Linked DNA regions of Mus musculus: region 1 is linked to region 2. The links are chromatin contacts, called in public promoter capture Hi-C maps. All regions are on one chromosome and are shown on one strand. The core of a region is the stretch at or near the end of the contact, and the rest is flanking DNA. Distances in the headings are between cores, read along the strand shown. Region 1 holds the start of Mrps24 (mitochondrial ribosomal protein S24). Region 2 holds the start of Drg1 (developmentally regulated GTP binding protein 1).

The links. Capture Hi-C pulls out chosen DNA fragments and counts their contacts.
Region 1: a promoter capture Hi-C map of adipose tissue shows a contact between it and region 2, with 7 times the contacts expected there. The contact joins the promoter of Mrps24 here to the promoter of Drg1 in region 2. A contact is called at or near these places in 1 of 39 promoter capture datasets (liver) and 2 of 9 other capture datasets (adipose tissue and liver).

Annotation. Positions count from the first base shown.
Region 1 is chr11:5,706,289-5,711,396 of GRCm38.p6, forward strand. Mrps24 (mitochondrial ribosomal protein S24) reads right to left here and starts at 1,413. Exons shown (of 4, transcript NM_026080.3): 1 at 1,336-1,413; 2 at 1,199-1,267; 3 at 1,010-1,121. The coding sequence starts at 1,374.
Region 2 is chr11:3,262,588-3,268,028 of GRCm38.p6, forward strand. It overlaps Drg1 (developmentally regulated GTP binding protein 1), which reads right to left and starts at 3,876. Exons shown (of 9, transcript NM_007879.2): 1 at 3,682-3,876; 2 at 2,180-2,303; 3 at 1-77. The coding sequence starts at 3,723.

The sequences.
Region 1 (5,108 bases), core at 163-2,662, 2.4 Mb after region 2:
CGTGTGAGAGTTCCAGCGCAGCCTGAGGTACACTGCCACACTCTCTTAAAGATGGTTCAGCAGGCAAGGGTGCTTGCTTGATCCCTGGGGCCCCATATGGTAGGAGAGGGCTGACTCAGACAAACTGAACACATCCATACATATACACACACAACATGCATACTGAAATGGAAATGAACAAGAAAAATACAAAATAGGAAGTAGGGGGAGAAAAAAAAAGCCTAAAAATACGGGTTCTGTGAGCCATGAAGACTGTAGCACATTCCTGCAGTTTTGTACTTGGGTGAACACCGCATTACATAGGGCACACTCTTCCAGGTCTAGGATCCTATGTAGACTTCACTACCGCATCGCCTCCGGGCTATTACACATCTGTAAATTATGGCTTGCCAAAAAAGCACTGTCAAACCTTGTTTGTAAGCATGCAAATACTGTTCTATGGAGGCTCAAATGAGACTTTAGCAAGAAATATTCAAATTCCTTTCAATATGCAAGAATTCCTTTCTTTCACCATCCTAATATGCCCATCACTCATATGTTCTGTTGTCGGTAACATGTACAGTGTGTGTGCAGGCTTGCTCCCTTGACAGACGCATGGAGAAGACCAGGGGTTAACAGCCAATGTTTTTCCTCTATCACTATTTGCTGCTCGTTTATTTTCTAGCAAAACAGCTGCTCTTCCAAGACTGGCTGGCCAGTGACCCCCAAGAACCAAATATCTCCTTCACCCTCACACCCCTTGAGCTGTGGCACCAAGTGCTCATTTAGGAGCTAGGCTGCACCCTCATGCTAGAGCGGCACAGCATTTAGCAATCTTTCCAGTCCCCTAACTAAATGTGACAGGGTCTCAGTAAGTAACCTTACCTGGCCTTAAACTCAAGATCGGCCTCCCGAGCGCGTTCGCCGTCACGCCCGGCCTCCCACCCAAAAGTTCGGCTCTTTGCCTTGAAGAGTACGTTCAAGAGTGACCCGTGCCACCAGGGTGGCAGTCCTTCCCAGGCGCCCTCACCTGTGTGCAGCGACAGCCAGCCCTTTCGGTGTGCGATGTAGTGCGGGGCGTGCGCCTCCTCGTAGCTCACCGGCTTGTTCCCCTTGGCCACGCGGACTCGCGCCGCCCGATTCTAGGAGCGAAGGTGCGGTCACGGGGAGACCCAGCCCAGCCGCCCTCGCGGCCCCCAGACCCGGCCGCCGCACTCACCTTGGCGCAGACCGCGGAGGTGTGCAGGGTGCGCCAGGCGCCAGGCAGCTCCCGGCTGCAGGCCAGCACCTGCGGAGAGGCGGGGAGTGAGCGGACACCGGATGGCGCCCCAGCCCTCCCGCCCGCGGCCCACTCACCCGCTGCCCTAGCCCGCGCACCGACGCGGACCACGCCATCTTGGGCCGGCGCGACCCGGGACGCGTCAGTGCGCAGCCGCAGGAAGGCGGGGCCTCAGAGCAGGAACTAACGGGAACACGGGCGGGGGCGGGGCGTGGCGAGGGAGAGGGCGTGGCGTGGGTCGGAGTGTGGGACGTCCTGCAATTTTCCTGATACTGTCAGCTAGTCCTTGGTCGGACCTGGTGTTGGGTTTTAAATGCGAAAATTTGGTGATATAAAACTGAGGTGTGGGGCTGGTGAGATGGCTCAGTGGGTTAGAGCACCCGACTGCTCTTCCGAAGGTCCAGAGTTCAAATCCCAGCAACCACATGGTGGCTCACAACCATCCCTAACGAGATCTGACTCCCTCTTCTGGAGTGTCTGAAGACAGCTACAATGTACTTACATATAATAAATAAATAAATCTTTAAAAAAAAAAAAAAAAAAAAAAAAAAAAAACAAAACTGAGGTGTAGCTGGACATGGTGGCGCACGCCTTTAATCCCCGCACTCGGGTGGCCGAGGCAGGTGGGTCTCTGAATTCCAGCCTAGTCCGGTCTACAAAGCGAGTTCCTGGAGAGTCTGAGTTACAGAGAGAAACCCGTTCTGGCAAAACAGAACAAACAAACAAAAGCCATGAAGTTTTTATCCTCATAGAGAGGTGGTAGAAACAGCTTCAATGTCCTCTAGAGAATTGAAGAGAAAACGCGCCGGCCCTCAGGCCCCGCTGTTCCGTGCTTGTGCTCCTACCTGAGACCGCGTACTCTCCAGGAATATCCAATATGACAGCGTCAGCCTCCTTTGGGCTGGGAATAGTCATTTGCCTTCATGCTGAGCAGATCCCAGAAAAGGGGTTGCTGGGTTGGCTCCTAATCATTTAAAGTAAAGAGGCAGTGTGTTGAGGGTCTATTTCTGCGGTGGAGCCACCCAAGGAAGAAAATTTTAAATGGCAAGGAAATTTATGAGGCTAGAGCAATGTCGTTGTAATTATTATTGAGTAATTATTAATGGCAAGGGGGGAATAGAATCGTGAAGAACTCACTCTACTAAAGAAAGCACATGGACTCTAGAGTCTGACTCTCATTATAACAAAATATTGAATGAAGGGATTTTTTGTTTTGCTTTGGTTTTTTGTTTTGGGGGACTGTTTTGTTTTGTTTGTTTTTGTTTTTGAGACAAGGGCTCTCTGTGTAACAAATTCTGGACTCAATTTATAGACCAGGCTGGCCTCAAAGTCACAAAGATCCACCTTTTCTGCCTCTGAAGTGCTGGGATGAGGGGTGTGCCACCACACCTGGCTGGGAACTCCTTCAAAGCATCCATGGGAGTGGACACTTACACTCTAATGTCAGTGCTTGGAAGGCAGAGGCAGATGGATCTTTTATCAGTTCAAGGTCTACATATGGAGCTCCAGGCTCCAAGGCTACAGAGTAAATAAACCCTGTCTCAAAATAAAAGACCATGACCAGGAACTAACTGGTCATTCTTAGAAATAAGTCAACTCCTAGACAAATGCGTACAGGTTCTCTGGATAAAATTGTCATTCTTCCCTTGTTCACGGAGAGGGCGTTGCTTTGGAAATAACCCCAGTGCTTCCTGCCTGCGGCAGGCAATACTGTTTTCAAGACAAGATCTGATGGATCCCAAACTGACCTAGAAGTGTACCACAAACTAACTTTGAACTCCTGATGCTCTGATCTGCTGAGGTATGTGCCACCTTGTCTGCCATAGGTCATCAGTCTTTCTCCACTCGTGTCTTGGCTAGATTTGCTTTGATTTTGCACTTACCAAGAGGCAAACCTGTTATATTTGTACAGTTGAGCGCTGGTTCCATTATCCATTATGTAGACATGAAACATCTCACCCACAGAGCTAATGAGATAGCTCAGCTGATAAAGAACTTGCTGCCCAAGCCTGTTGCCTGAGTTCTGTCCCCAGAGCCCTTGTAAAGGTGGAAGGAGAGGACCACCCTATGATGGTTTAAATGAGAATGACCCCATCAGGCTCCAGATGGAGAAGCTCTCTCTCTCTCTCTCTCACTCACACACACACACACACACACACACACACACACACACACCTTAAGGAAAGTAACCACTTCTTATAGCTATTAGGATGAAGGCATTTAATAGTCAGGCATGGTGACTCACTCCTATAATCCTATAAGCACTTGGGAGGCTGAGGCAGGAGGACTGCTTTGAGTTCAAGGCCAGGCAGAACTACAGAGTTCCAGGCTATACTGACTTATTGAGAGACCCTGTCTCAAAAAACAAAAAACAGAAGACAGCAATTAAGGAATGGCAGCGGGTCTATCAGCCTGAATGGTGCAAAGTTGCTGACTTTGGCTGTATGGGATATGCGTGGGTGAGCTACTGGTATTTGCACTCCATGTTTCCTGAGGGAGAAATATTAGACTTATAGAGGGAAATGGAAACAGGGCTGCTAGCTGGTTGGTGCCTGCACAGACAGCAAGGCCGAGGCCTCCACTTATGTTTCTAAAGTCAAATTCCTTTGGCCACGTGAATCTGGGTCCTTCCTCTGGACCTCAACGGGAATGTTCTATTTTTAATTTTTAGACTACAGCCTCCAACTGTTCCAAATTGTCGATAACTTATAGAGATGTGACCTTTTCAAAATCCATAGTTTTTTACAAATGTAAAGTCTTTTACTTTTCCCCAAATAATCCTTTTAAGCTATTTTTAAATTTCTCATAAAATATTACAATTTTATAGTTTGACAAATTACATAAATTTGCTCTATCGTGGAAAGAGATGTGGTCCTGCAGCATCTGAACTATCCAGGTCGAAACTTGAACCCACTTCCTAGCTGTGCAAAAGCAATGTCAACCTCCCTGTGTCCAGGCCCCCTCATCTGTAAAATGGGGACAGTAATGGTTTCTGGGGATGAGGGTGTAGCTTGGTGTTAGGGCACAAGCATACGGCTTTGGGCACCATCCATGACAACTCGCACCTTATCACCACAGAGAAGTTACACGCCTTCTGTGTTTGTTTGGCTGCTTGGTGGGGTCTTACTGTTTCTTTCACTTGGTTTTGCTTTATTGGACCTCTGAAGCAGAGAGTAGGAAGAACAGACCCTTTGGCTGCTCTTGAACCTCATAAAGGTGATGTGACAAAGTCATACATTCTCCTCCCACAGTAGGAGCTGGCTACATGAGCCGGCATGAAGACTGTGCTTGGAGTTTGTTCCCCCTCCCCAGGCATCAGGCATTAGCACAATCAAATGTGTTCTCTCTAGTCAAGCCATGATGCTGGGGGGGGGGTGGCTCTTCCTCAGTCACCCCTCACCATATTCACTTAAGCATGGTCTCTGAGAACCTCTACAGAGCTCATAAATTCAGTTAGTCTAGCTGGCCAGTTTGCTTCAGAGGTCCTGTCTCCTCTTTTTTTTTGTTTTTGTTTTTTTCCAGACTGTACAGCTCTGACTAGCCTGGCATGTGCTACAAAAACCACCCGCCTCTGCCTCCCAAGTGCTGAGATTAAAGGCGTGCATGCATGGCCACAGGCAGGCCTGTCTCCCTCCCCTAAGCGATGCGATTACAGGTCTTTATGTGCATAGTAGGCTTCCCAATTCTGATCCTCACACACAGCCATTCCCCCAGCCCAGCCAGGGAAAGTTCCACTTTTAACATTTACTTTTGTCTATGTGTGTCTGTGATTCTAGGCCAGATGTGTGCACGCGCCTGTGGAAGCCAGAAGAGGGTCCTTTGCAAGAGCAATGTGCTCTAACCCCGAGCC
Region 2 (5,441 bases), core at 2,626-5,125:
TAGCAGAGTTGATTTCCCCACAGATGGAAAACCCACAAACCCAATTCGAGCATCACCTGTCTTGGCCACATCAAAACCTATAAAACAGTAAGAAACATCAAAAACACAAATGTTATCCTTGGGTATAGTACACTTCACCTAATTCTTTTCATATTGTTGTTGGTCTGGTTTTCTAACTTCTAAAATACAGCTCAAGCATGAAATTCACAATTCAATAGTAATGCAGTACTAAAACAAAGAAATCCTTTATCACTTTATTTATAACAATTTTGCATAATATTTAAGGCCCAAAGATTACAAAAGAATTCATCTGCCAGGCAGTGGCAACATATGCCTTTGCCCCAGCACTCAGGAGACAGAGGCAGATGGATCTCAGAACAGCCAGGGATACAGAGAAACCAATCTCAAAAAAAAAAAAAAAAAAAAAGAAAGAAGAGAAAAGGAAAGAGAAGTAAGGAGGAGAAAGAGGAGGGGCTGAAGGTTATGAGGCATAGTAGAGCAAGCCTGTAGTCACAGCACTTGGAAGGTAAAAAGCAGAGGAAGCAGAAATTTAGGGGCCAGCTTGGACTAAGATCCTTTCTCAAAAACATAAAACCCTGGGGCTGGAGCACTGATTGCTCTTGCAGAGGACGAGACTCAATCCCTAGCACTCACATCACAGCTAGCAAGCTTCTCTAACTGCAGTCTCAGGGTCCCTGAGGGATACAGTATGCTCTTCTGGCCTCCAGGGGTGCTTCATAGGTGATACAAAGATACACACAGGCAAAACACATACACAAAATAGCATAGGGGTTGGAGATGGCTCTTCACAAAGCATGCATGCTTATTTCTTAGCATGCGCAGCTACACATGCAGTTCCAAGGGATTTTACTCCTTCTGGGCTCTGAAAGCACTGGTGCACATACAATTAGTAACCACATATTCACACATTTATTTTATTTTGTTTTGTTTTGTTTTGTTTTAATTATTTCTTTTGAGTTAGGGTAGCTATGTAGCTCTGGCTGTCCTGCCCCCTACATGCTGGGATCAAAGGCATATACCACTATCCCTGGCCCACACATAAATTTAAAATATTAACAATATCAAAAAAATAAAGCCAGAATTAGAGGTATACACCTTTAATCCCAGCATTCTGTAGGCAGAGGCAGATGGCACTGTGAGAGTTTAAGGTCAGCCTAGTCTATACAGTGAGAGTGTCTCAAACAAAACAGAACCACAAAAAACAAGATACAGATTTGAGGCTCTGTGTTTATCTCTGGTTTGGATTTTATCCGATCCCTGGGAATGGTGTGACCAGATTTTTTGAAATGGGATATACTTACATAGCCTAGGCTAGTTTGGAAGACTGGAATTTGCAATCCGCCAGCCTCATTCCGGAGTACTGTATGTGCATAGCTTTTGAGATTGTGTGTTTGAGTGGGCATGCATAAACTGGAAGTTGATATCAGGCTTCTTCCTCTACCCTCTAGTTCTCACTACCAGCCACCACCACCCAACTCAAAACATTAATTACACCTAATGTGGTGGCGCACGCCTTTAATCCCAGCACTTAGGAGGCAGAGGCAGGCAGATCTGAGTTGGAGGCTAGCCTGGTCTACAGAGTGAGTTCCAGGACAGCCAGGGCTACACAGAGAAACACTGTCTCAAAAGACAAAAACAAAAACAAAAAATTGGGCTAGGAGATGGCTCAGTAATCAGTGTGCCTGCCACACAACATGAGGACCTAATTGTGGATTCCCAACACCCACAGGTAAAAAAAGCCCTGTAGCAGCAGCACACACCCGTGATCCCATTGCTGCATTATAGGCAGGTCTCCAGAGACTGATGGATCGCCAGTCTAGTTGAACTGATGAGTTTCAGGATAAGTAAGACCCTATCTCAATTTAAAAAAAAAAAAAAGGACTGGTCTTCCTATGCACATAAACACACAGAAATGCATTCTTGGAAGCCAGACACAGTGGTGTGCACTTTTAAGCCCAGCACTTGGGGAGCAAATGGACTCTGTGGAGTTCACTGCTAGCCTAGACTTTATAGTTAAGTTCCAGGATAAGAAGTACACAAACAAAAAAAAAATTGTCTATGGGCATATGAATATATAACACACATACACACATTAGATATTTGTATTATTTTACACACACATATTATATATTCACACATATTACATGGAACTACAAACCTTCTCCTGGCCCCCCGCCGCCGCCACCTTTAGGAGTGATGAGTTCTCTTCGAAGTTTAGCAAGGCGAGCCTTAAGCAGGCCAAGGTGATGAGCTGTGGCTTTGTTCTTCTGAGTCCGAGCCATCTATCAGGGAAGAATCACAGCCATAAACTCTGCAGCGTTCCAGGGGAAAAGTCCTGAATGCTCCCAGAAGCTGAGAATATGTTTTGGCTTTCTAATGTCAGTGTAACCATTTTAATTTTTCTTAACACAGGGTCTCTTTATGTGGTCCTAACTGTACTACAACTTATTATGTAAACCAGGTTGGCATTGAATTCATTAGTGTACCACTGGCCTCGGCCTCCTGAGCTCCACCTAAGAATTATTTTTTATCCTTAGACGCCCACAATAGAGGTGAAGGTGAACAAACTGTCTATTGAAATACTGCTTCAGGGGAAGACCAAATGGCTCATATTCACGAGCATCCAGCAAACTGCAGACTGAAGAGGATACAGGCAACTAAGTATTTTTTAAAAAGAAAAACCAAGCCTGGCTAATGTCAGCACTCTGGAGGCAGAGGCAGATCTGTCTGAGTTCAAGGCCAGCGTGATCTACACAATGGGATCCCTGACATCCAGAAGTATGTAGCAAGACCCTGTCTCCAAACAAAGGAGAGAGGTAGAGGGAGGGAGAGAGGGAAAAAATCCAGGGCCAGATAGACACACTCAAGTGCACTTGCTGCCAAACTTGGAAGACCTAAACTCAATCCCAGAAACCATGACTGAACAGAACGATTCCCCTAAGTAATGCTGAACACACACACACAGAAACATAAAAATAAACTGAATTCCCTCTCCCCTCTCCAGTTCATTCTCTTCACCACAAAAGAAACAAACGAGACCCAACGTGAAAGGACCCACGGTCATTCGAATTTCTATCCACAGAGGGAATTAAAATGCATCTGCTGATTCGTTTCTACGGTACCCAATCTAAAAGAAGGGTGTCACATTACGGACTTTAAAAAGCCCTGAAGGTCTCAGGGATGACGCGCCATCCAGGTACAATCTACTTACTCCCAGATCTTACCGTCACAACCAACGGCGTGTAAAAGGGGACCACCAGTGAGTGGCAAGTGGGCAAGGAATAACGGGACAAGACCTCAAAGCCCGTGATCGGATCACGGAGTCTGGGATATAGAAGTCGTGTGGCTCAGAGAAAAAAGCAAGAAAAACAGAAATAATGTCGAGACATGCGCCGAAAACCGGAGCAAGTGCTGGGTGTGGGATGTGGGAGGTTGCGCAGAGACGGAGCTGGCGGATGGGAGCTGAGAAGCCCAGGCCCGAGGAACTGAGGGAAGGGGCTGCATGGGGACGGGGCTGCGGCAGCGCAGGTTTAGACTACGGGGGCGATGGCAGCTGGTGGCACAGGGGTGGAAGCCAGGCCCTGACGCCGCGGACGCAACACCGGAGGAGCCGCAGCGCCGCAGAAGGGCCAGGAGAGAAGCGCCGGCTGCGCCTTTTACCTCGGCTTCGATCTCCGCGATCTTCGCTAAGGTCCCGCTCATGGTGGCGGAGGGCTTAAGGCCACACCAGCCTCCACACTGGTTAGGTCCCCCTTCTCGCGCCCGCCGCGCCTCTGGCCACCACTGCAGCGCGCAAGCGCGGGATCTGCTAAGCTCGCGACACGGTTCCGCGAGAAGTCCGCGCCGACGCTCTCGGAGATGGGCGGTCTCCGCCTTCTCCGCCGACTCCTCCCTGTCCCGCCAGCCAGCGCGGTGTCATAGAGCCCGCAGTGAGGTGACCAGAGCGGTCGCTCGGGCCAACTTCCCGGAGCGCGCCGAGGGTCGCGCGCAGCTCGGCCCCACCCCGCCGGACCTGCGCTCGCCCCTTCGACTCCCGTGCCCAGCGTGCACCTAAACCCGGCGACCATCAGAGTGCGCGCAGATACTTGGAAGCTCCCTTTCTTCATCAGGACAGACCTCGGCTTCCTGGGTTGTAGAGAGACTCAGAGGGGTGGGGGGTTGTAGAGAGACTCAGAGGGGTGGGGGGCACAATTTTTGAGGGATCCTTTGTTTACCAGGAACCCTAAAGAAGGAGTGTGGCACTCAACGAGCCACAGTTAGTGGATCGAATGAGCTCTTCCAGAGAGAGCCATTACTTGGAGAAGCTATCATGTTGAAAAGTTGGAAATTATGTTAGCACAAATTAGAAGGGAATGCATAAATAAATATAAAAGCATTTTTATTGTGTAAAATAAGGTTACAGCCACTAAAGCGTAGTGTGACTGGAAGTGAGTCCCGAATTTGTCAGATGGACAAATAGAACTGTGCCTTTTATCATTATACTCTCTAGGCTGTTTGTTAGAAATACACTTAGAGAGGCATAGGGTAGTGGTACCCACCTTTAATCCCAGCACTTGGGAGGCAGGCGGATTTCTGACTTCGAGGCCAGCCTGCTCTACAGAGTGAGTTCTAGGACAGCCAGGGCTATACAGAGAAACCCTGTCTCAAAAAAAAAAAAAAAAAAAAGTACCGGAGTGTGTCTCCTGGTGGTGCTGAGACCAAGGATCTCCTGTGTTCAAGGCAACCCTCGACTACCACACACCATGCCAGAAAGTACATTCTAGGAAATGTAGATAAACCAGATGATAGAGGCGCACGCCTTTGATCCCAGTACTCAGGAAGCAGAAACAGGTAGATCTCTGAGTTCAGTTCCAGGCCAGCCTGGTCTTCAGAGCAAGTTCCAGGACAGTCAAGGCAGAGAAAGCTATCTCGAAAAACTGGGAAAAAAATAAAATAAAAAAGGGAAAAAAAGAAAAAGGGAGGTAAAAGAATGGTTCCCATAGGAAGGTTTTTCCTGTAATGCCGAGGACTCACTCATGACACTTAGATCGGGAGGATCCCCCTGAACCCTGAGGGGAGAATTGTTTATGGGTCTGATGATGAGGGACATAGAGGGACCGACCATTTGCTTTGTGTAATTGTTTAATTGGGCTTTGGACACGGGTGCATACTTTCTTTTATCTAACTGTGTAACTTTGAATGATCTAAAATTAATTATGTAGACCAGGCTGGCTTGGAACTCCCCCAGATCCACTGACTCAGTGCTGAGGTTGAAGGAGTATATCACCACTCCACCTTTTACTTTTGAGTTTTTGTTTTTGTTCTTTCTAGACAAGTCTCTGTGTAGCCCTGGCTATCCTGAACTCACTCTGTAAACCAGACTGGCCTTGAACTCAGAGATCTTGCCTGCCTCTTTAGTCCTGAGTGCTAGGATACTCTGT